Linked DNA regions of Salmo salar: region 2 is linked to region 1. A link is a contact called in public Hi-C data. All regions are on one chromosome and are shown on one strand. Each heading gives the region's core, a stretch centred on a gene start, on an enhancer-like site or on the middle of the called end of the contact. The rest is flanking DNA. Distances are from core to core; before and after follow the strand shown. Region 1 overlaps LOC106584338 (formin-binding protein 1-like). Region 2 holds the start of LOC106584338 (formin-binding protein 1-like).

The links. Hi-C and Micro-C count contacts between places; a contact is called where the count stands out from the background.
Region 2: a contact with region 1 is called in a Hi-C map of gill, with 7 times the contacts expected there. The contact joins the promoter of LOC106584338 here to the enhancer-like site in region 1. A contact is called at or near these places in 2 of 3 Hi-C or Micro-C datasets (gill and muscle).

The regions. Positions count from the first base shown.
Region 1 is chrssa23:27,834,448-27,838,754 of Ssal_v3.1, reverse strand. LOC106584338 (formin-binding protein 1-like) reads left to right here. Exons shown (of 16, transcript XM_014169521.2): 13 at 129-223; 14 at 564-727; 15 at 965-1,123; 16 at 1,901-3,512. The coding sequence ends at 1,908. Among protein-coding and RNA genes, the nearest start is that of LOC106584338, 87 kb to the left of the region's middle. Within about 2 kb of position 1,929, at least 1 of the 13 cell types and tissues checked has an H3K27ac peak or open chromatin away from gene starts, as enhancers often do. A contact at or near this core is called in gill, where this site is marked.
Region 2 is chrssa23:27,921,516-27,925,822 of Ssal_v3.1, reverse strand. LOC106584338 (formin-binding protein 1-like) reads left to right here and starts at 1,966. Exons shown (of 16, transcript XM_014169521.2): 1 at 1,966-2,178. The coding sequence starts at 2,155.

The DNA.
Region 1 (4,307 bases), core at 680-3,179:
TCGTGGGGTTATTAACAGCAATATGAATGTTATGACTCTTTCTACCTCTTCATTTCCTTTTCTCTCTCGCTCTCTCTCGCTCTCTGTCTCTTTTTGTCTGTCTCTCTCTGTCTCCCTCACACACACAGAGCTGGCTGTCAGAGGTGGAGGGGAAGGTGAGCACCAGAGGAGATCGAAGACCCAGTGCCGACGTCAACCATCACACACCCCATGGCAGAGAGAGGTCAGAGGGCACAGAAACACGTTGTTTATGTGGTAGTAATAGATTGTAGACTAGAAGAAGTAGTAATAGTAGTAACATGTTCCCCTGGGCCATAGCGTAAATTGAACAAATCCAATCTAACAGGTTTACCAGATGTCTGCATATAAATAGAATGACACACCTTGTTCTTTGTGTCTTTAAAGCTTAACATGGGTGGAGTCGTAATAGTTTTTCTAAAGGAAAATGACTCGGATGGCTCAGTCAGTCTGTCTGGAGCAGAATCCTACAGCTTGAGTGGCTGAGATGGCACAGACTCTCTCATCCGTCTCTTCTCTCCACCCTCTTCTTCTCCTCTCCTCAGCCCTGAGGGCAGTTACACAGACGACCCCAGCCAGGAGCACCGCAGCCCCCCTCACCAGCCAGACCCCCGACAGGCCCACCAGCCAGACGAGTTTGATGATGAATTTGACGACGACGACCCCCTCCCAGTCCTTGGCCACTGCAAAGCGCTCTACTCCTTTGATGGTATAGTACAGCCAAGCCAGTGGTGCGCTCTATGCAGTTCACTGTCTTACTGTGTGGTGACACTGTGTGTGGTGGGTTGGGCATTTCAACTAGCGATATTGACACAAACACTGGAGCAGTTTTTAGTATTTGCATGAATGTGAATATGGCATGTTGATGATGTGATGTGGTATTTATGGTTCTTTCTCTGTGCGCTAACAGAATGTCTTTGGTCTGTGTTGTGCTGTTGACCCCCAGGTCAGAACGAGGGAACACTGTTGATGAAGGAGGACGACGTGCTGTTCATCATCGAGGAGGACAAGGGCGACGGCTGGACGCGAGCCAGGAAGCAGAGCGGAGAGGAGGGCTATGTGCCCACGTCCTACGTGGAGATCACCATGGAGAAGAACAGCAAAGGTGCGGTCACCTACATCTGATCTGACTACCAGCATGGACTCATATCATAAGCCCTCTTCTTCTGGGGAGTGCTGGTCCGAACAGCAGGTCCTCTTTGTTCACTGTGTGAGCTCACGGACAAACAAACACTCTACAGTCATGCTATTGTAGTGACCCTACAAGGAGCTCTGTATCAATGAATTAAGCCATGTGTGTCTGCTCTATGGCAAGGGGACTCATCACCCCTTAGGGCTGATTCATTTTATTTAATATTTCAAAAGAGATTTGTTGTTTCTGTTCATGTATCTTTTTTTTTCTTCTTTTTTTTTTTTAAGAGGTGGATGTTAAAATGCTCTTCTGATTTTAAGATCTTTCTACTTTGGATCAAAGTGATTTGGAAAATAGGAAAATTGACTTATACAGATTTGACCCATTGTATTGTCTCTATGTTATCAGTCAGCTGTTGTGAGTCTCGTATGTTAAGTACTCTGCTCCACCTATTAAGACATGAATGCAGTAATACGGTCCCGGTAAGAAGTGGCCTAGTCTGTGCCTATATGACTCATACCTCCCACTACCATACTACCCTTTAAGATAATTGTACACTCCTTCTCTCTTCCTTTGATTTGTATGTGTGTGTGTGTCACAACAATGCTGCCCTCTGGTGGTCAGGCCTACATTACACCCAGGGGCGTGGTTCTTCAGTGTGTACTACTTACTGTCCACTATCTGTCTCTGTCCTAGGGGTCGGTACAGTAACTCCTCTCCTTTCTCTCTCTCTCTCCTGTTGGACTGCAGGTTCCTGAGTGGAGCAGTGTGGCGAGGTCTTTGGTGGAGGGTACATGCTGAGTCTGGTGGAGCTAGTGGCAGACAGGGCTTGACTTGGGAGGGGAGGGGGTTGGCAGGTCACATGTTTGCATGCACACATCCATGGCCATTAACATCATTCCATAGCAGCGGAGAATCCTGAGGTGGTAACTATGCCTCTGTAGGAGGGGAGTGTTCTTCTAAACTGTGTCTGTCTATACACAACACAGAGTAACCAATCCACTGCAGCATACCAGCAAGATCAGGGACCAGGGAGGGGGCTTATAGTTAGCGACTCGCAACATCTTTTATAATGAGAGATAAGCAATGAATACACTACTAATACACTACTCCACTATTACGCACATCTTAATGTTGTATTTCTGCTCTTCAGGCAACGTCCAGCACTAACAGCCTGCCTTGTTGTTGCATTGTTACATTCTCATTCCGTTCTTGAGAATGTCTGCCTGACTGCTACTCGCCTGCGGTCGCCTTACCTTAACGTGCTTCAGCATGTCTGTAATATGAACTGTCATTACGTCATACAGGAAGGAATGCAGCGTCTTGGATGTAACTCTGTGGTCGCCCACGCCGCCCGTTCGTTCACTTCTAATCTTCCTGTCTGTCTCCTTCATTCATCCATGATTTTGGTTTCTTTTGTCTCTCCGTTTCTTTTCTTTCTGTGTTAATCGAAACATTCCCATCATGATGTGCGTGTGTTGAGCGTCACCTCTGTCATGCTGTTGTTCAGTAACTCATGTGGCGCGGCATGGCCACTCAGATCAGAGTAGGAGCAGTACTACTCTAGAAACAGCATGCCTGCCCTTACACTACCACTTCATCCCCTCCTCCTCAACCCTGCACCAGCACCGCAGACCGGGGGAAGGCAGCATGCCAGCAGAGGGCCCTCCTCCCTCACCAGCCAGTCATCACACAGCACCTCAGGCTAGGAAACCTGGAGGCTGACCTGAGACAAATGACAGGGGATCCACCCGCAATTCAACAACAACACTCCAACTCTCCTTGCAGTCTCTGCCTTAATACTAACTCTGGGAGTGGGGATGGACCTGCTGATTTCTCTTCCATCACTCTCTGCCGCACACAAGGGCTCCAACCGACAAAGTCTACGGTGGCTTGCTGTGGTGCTCCTCTGGGCCCCACCCAGACTCCTTCTGCGTCTCTTCTCCTCGGTCTCACAGGAGCATCCTGGGGCCTTGCTGCGTGCGGTCTCCACGTGAAAGAGTGTTGCATTCCCATAACGTTCCTGTTTCAAGCGCATATTATGATTGTGAATGTGATTTATACATATATAAACATGTGTATGCATATTAATGTGTGTATGCATATATGTAGTTTGTTTTATTACTAAATTGTATGTATTAACATCTCTTTTATTTCATGCTGAATGTGTTTTTATTGTGACTTTTTATAGGGTTTTTAATCAGATGAATGACTCACTTTTCAGAATCGTGCTGTTAGCTCAAAGTAACCATGCATTGTTGTCAGAACATCCTTCTGAATAGGGACATGGTCTTCACTGATGCACTTTTGCCCTATAGCATTTGAATCGAATATCAATGAATAAATGAATGAATGAAATGGACTCTGTATGCTACCTTTTGTACAAATGTAAGGTGACCACTATGTTATTATAGGAGGTGTAGAGTTCAGAACTACCACAAAATAAAGGCATTTACCGTAGCTAGCCATGTAAATGCTTTTGATACTAACCCTCTTGAATTGAATGAATTTGAAAGTGAATTGAATTTGCATATGAGCATAATTGACTTGGTGAGTGATTGGACTTTAATCAAAGAAGTTAAGTAGCTTTTATGAGACTGACAGAGCGTTTTACCCTTGGCAGGGTATAATATTCGCTATTAAAAACAACTTTTTCTGTGGTTAATTTGATGGTCCCACTTTGAAACGCTAATAGGAGCAGCGCTTTAGTTCTTAATAAATACTTAAAGCTGTGAAAGTGACATTGTTATCATATGATATGCTCATCTTACTTGAACTGTACCTCTGAACTTCCTAAAGAACCCCATGTTCTTACTTCCATTGGATGTCTTGATTAAGACCGTTCTGCTTCGTTGATTAATGTGCACTAACAAAGATCATGCAGATCAAATGGAACAGTGCATGTTATATAAATCCTGTGATTTTTAGTTTAGCATGTCAATTCCATTGCCTGGATGAATGCTCTCATTTGAATCATCACTCCTCTCTTGTTGAACTGATTAATAGGAGTGCTATCAGAAATCTGGGGGGAAGCTGTCATGGTGTAAGTAGTTGATTTGAATATGAAGCACCTTATTAACCCATTAATTTCAGCAGTGTATGTGTCTGGCTATCCTTCATCAGTAGGATTTTGACAAGCTTGTCTCTAATGGCCTAA
Region 2 (4,307 bases), core at 717-3,216, 87 kb before region 1:
GTATAGTTAGACAACCTTACATTTAAAAATATATAGTATATAATAAAAATATATAGTATATACTGTACGTACACCACTGTTCAAAAGTTTGGGGTCACTTAGAAATGTCCTTGTTTTTGAAAGAAAAGCACATTTTTTGTCCATTAAAATAACATCAAATTGATCAGAAATACAGAGTAGACACTGTTAATGTTGTAAATGACTATTGTAGCTGGAAATGGCTGATATCTAATGGAATATCTACATAGGTGTACAGAGGCCCATTATCAGCAACCATCACTCCTGTGTTCCAATGGCACGTTGTGTTAGCTAATCCAAGTTTATCATTTTAAAAGGCTAATAGATCATTATAAAATCCTTTTTCAATTATGTTAGCACAGCTGAGAACTGTTGTCCTGATTAAAGAAACAATAAAATTGGCCTTCTTTAGACTAGTTGAGAAGCTGGAGCATCGGCATTTGTGGGTTTGATTACAGGCTCAAAATGGCCAGAAACAAAACTTTCTTCTGAAACTCGTCAGTGTATTCTTGTTCTGAGAAATGAAGGCTATTCCATGCAAGAAATTGCCAAGAAACTGAAGATCTCGTAGAACGCTGTGTGCTACTCCCTTCACAGACAGCCCAAACTGGCTCTAACAGAATAGAAAGAGGACTGGGAGGCCCCGGTGCACAACTGAGCAAGAGGACAATTACATTAGTGTCTTGTTTGAGAAACAGACACCTCACAAGTCCTTACCTGTCAGCTTCCTTAAATATTACCCGCAAAACACCAGTCTCAACATCAACAGTGAAGAGGCGACTCCGAGATGCTGGCCTTCTAGGAAGAGTTGCAAAGAAAAAGCCATATCTCAGACTGGCCAATAAAAAGAAAAGATTAAGATGGGCAAAATAACACAGACACTGGACAGAAGAACTCTGCCTAGAAGGCCAGCATCCCGGAGTCGCCTCTTCACTGTTGACATTGAGACTGGTGTTTTGCGGGTAATATTTAAGGAAGCTGACAGGTACTACAGGTTACTATTCAATGATGCTGCCAGTTGAGGACTTGAGGCATTTGTTTCTCAAACTAGACACTCTAATGTACTTGTCCTCTTGCTCAGTTGTGCACCGGGGCCTCCCACTCCTCTTTCTATTCTGGTTAGAGTCAGTTTGCGCTGTTCTGTGAATGTCTGTTGAATGTCCGAAAGTGTGAATATAAAACCAACTACTGATATTTACGGTAGACAGACATAATATCAGCAATATGACAAATCATTTGGACTGTGTGCAGAAAAGTTGCTACTTACATTGATAGGCAACTGTACATGATCATTTAGCTGCGTAAAATATATTAGACGCGTTTACAAAATAACTCCGCCTATAGGTGTTACACGATTAACGTCTTGACAGAAACAAAAAGGATCCCTAAATGCGCCTATCTGATTGGCCTGTACCCCATACATACCACTAAATGGCGCCATTTACTAATCAATAAAACAGATTAAGCTTGTTTATCAATCGCAGAACTCATAGCCGTAGGTGCAAATCATTAAAAAAAGGTGACATTAGTCTCCTGACATTGCCCACTAAATGTATATTTATACATTAATTATATTCAACAGTAAGAGTTAAATAAATGAAAGGTTAATTACTTATTGTGGATAACTTTTGAGGCCAAATTATTCTAACCAAATCATCAAAGTGATTGTTGTGACAACTGATCAAATGGTCGATAGCAGCTAATATTAATATTTCCGCAGCTAATATGAATATTTCAACAAAATTCATGAATTGATGATACAATTTATTCAGAAAGTCTTCCTCTTCCCACCAAATTTTTGGAATTTAAAAAATACCGTGCATCAGCATAGTTCTAGCATAGTTCTAGAATAGCTAATTTAATTATTTTATGTGTTGAATTAAAATTATATAACTATTTTGTTGATTACTAAATAATAAGGAATAACATGCATGCATTTAACATTTTATTGGCGAACCTGAACCTCCCGGTTCTCTGAATCCTAGATCCCAACTTCCTTCGCTAGAGCTGAATTTAGACAGCTCTTCAGGAGTGAGCACCACAGACGACGGCAGACGATTGGAAACGCATCATTGGCGAGTTTTGAGCGGGGAATACACTGACAATCTGGGGGTTTAGCAACCAGGGGAGTCCACAATGACTTGGGGAACGGAGCTTTGGGTAAGTTTGCTATTGGTATAAACCATGTTGCTCTCTTCTTTGTTCTTGTGTGGATAACACGCGTGCCAAAATTTAGCACGAATTCGATGAAGGTGCTCGGTTACCTTAGCATTGTGTAAGCTGCTAGCCAGCTAAGCCTGGCATGCACCTTTACCATAGTACTACAGACGGTAAACAATAGGCAAGGCGTGTAGAAATGTCCGCCAGGCAAAAGGGATAATTTGCGTATCTTTGTCTAGTACTTGTTATCACAACACTGTCTCTGACAGGCGCTTGATTTATCAGTTATTGTTTTATGTTTGAATAGGGAGTCTATCACACCCTCTCTTAGTTCACACAAGACTAGCAAGCTAGCTAACGTTAGCTATCCCCAAAAAAGGTGTAGACAGGAGGGTACCGCAAGTAACCCCCTGTACTATTTTCTCTCAATGCTTTTATGGATCTTATGGCTACCCGCATTAAACAATGCACGTACACATTTCGTTTAACTTGGTTTTAAAGCTCGAGTTTGTATTTATTTATGTCTGTTTCCTCGCTGGGTCTGAGTGACTCTTCAAGCTGCTTGACCAGCATTGTTCCGAGTATGCAAGGAGATTGCGCAAGTCAAATAGTTAAACAATAGTAGACTTGAGGAAATCAAGCATTTTTCTTCTCCCGAATATAACAAAACACGACCCACCCATTGAACAGACGTGGGGGGGCTTATTCCAGGTACGGTCTTTGTCATGTTCTGTCTGGTCTGGCTTGCCCTCTGACAGCCAGGCCCCTGGCTACATCACCCGGCTTGCCCAAGCGGTTTATCGTCCAAATTATTTTTGTGACTATATCTAGCTACCATGTTACTGCAGCAAAAATCTGTTAAACGTTTTTTTGTTAGTGAGAACATAATCTTCACCTATTAAAATATTCCTCACCAGGGACATTGAACTCCTGTGACATGTATTCCAGTTACATGGGTGTTGCCCATAAAACGTTTGGTCACCACCAGTATCCTACCAATGGGGCAGCTTCTCCCCCTAATCATTCTAAAATGTATAGTTGTGAAGACTGCAGTGCCTCTGCCAACATGATAGCTAGTCAAAGAAGTGATGAGCCTGTTTCATTCCAATTACATTGATATCTAACATTGATAGAGAGAACTGCACTGGTATGTAGTTTGAGGGAAGAGAACAATATATTGAAGCTTTATTCAACATGTGACTGATGTGACTTATATGGGTTCACTTCAGTATGATGAACTTTGAACCTGTTTTATTGATAACATGTATATTTACTATGGTTTTTCCTGAATGATTCTGTTACTGCTAAATTAAGTCTCAAAAGCATGTCTGTGCCCTGAAGAGTCTAAAGTATGTATATTCGGGCAATAGCCTACAGTTCAGTTTGAGGCTCTTAATGCTTGATTGCAAGAGCTGTATGTATGATAAAGGTCTCATGAACCTAACCTACTGCACCTTGCTGTAAAATGCATAATTTGGCCAACCTTCTGCAATTCAAATATTTTGATTTGTGCTGTAAACACATTAGCCTTTGTCTGATTTTAGAGGTTGACCGATTATGATTTTAACGCCGATACCGATTTATTGGAAGACCAAAAAAAAAAAATCGATCAGCCTGTTTTTTTTATTAAATTAAAAATAATTTCAGATATTTATTTGTAATAATGACAATTACAACAATACTGATTGAACAATGAACACTTATTTTAACTTAATATAATACATAAATAAAATCAATTTAGTCTCAAATAAATAATGAAATATGTTCAATTTGGTTTAAATAATGCAAAAACACGGTGTTGGAGAAGTAAAAGTGCAACATGTGCCATGCAAAAAAGCTAAAGTTTAAATTCCTTGCTCAGAACATGAGAACATATGAAAGCTGGTGGTTCCTTTTTAACATGAGTCTTCAATATCCCCAGTTAAGAAGTTTTAGGTTGTAGTTATTATAGGAATTATGACACGTCGACTACTTCTCTCTCTATACCATTTGTATTTCATATACCTTTGACTATTGGATGTTCTTATAGGCACTATAGTATTGCCAGCCTAATCTCTGGAGTTGATAGACTTGAAGTCATGAACAGCGCTGTGAATCAAGCATTGCTAAGAGCTGCTGGCAAACGCAGT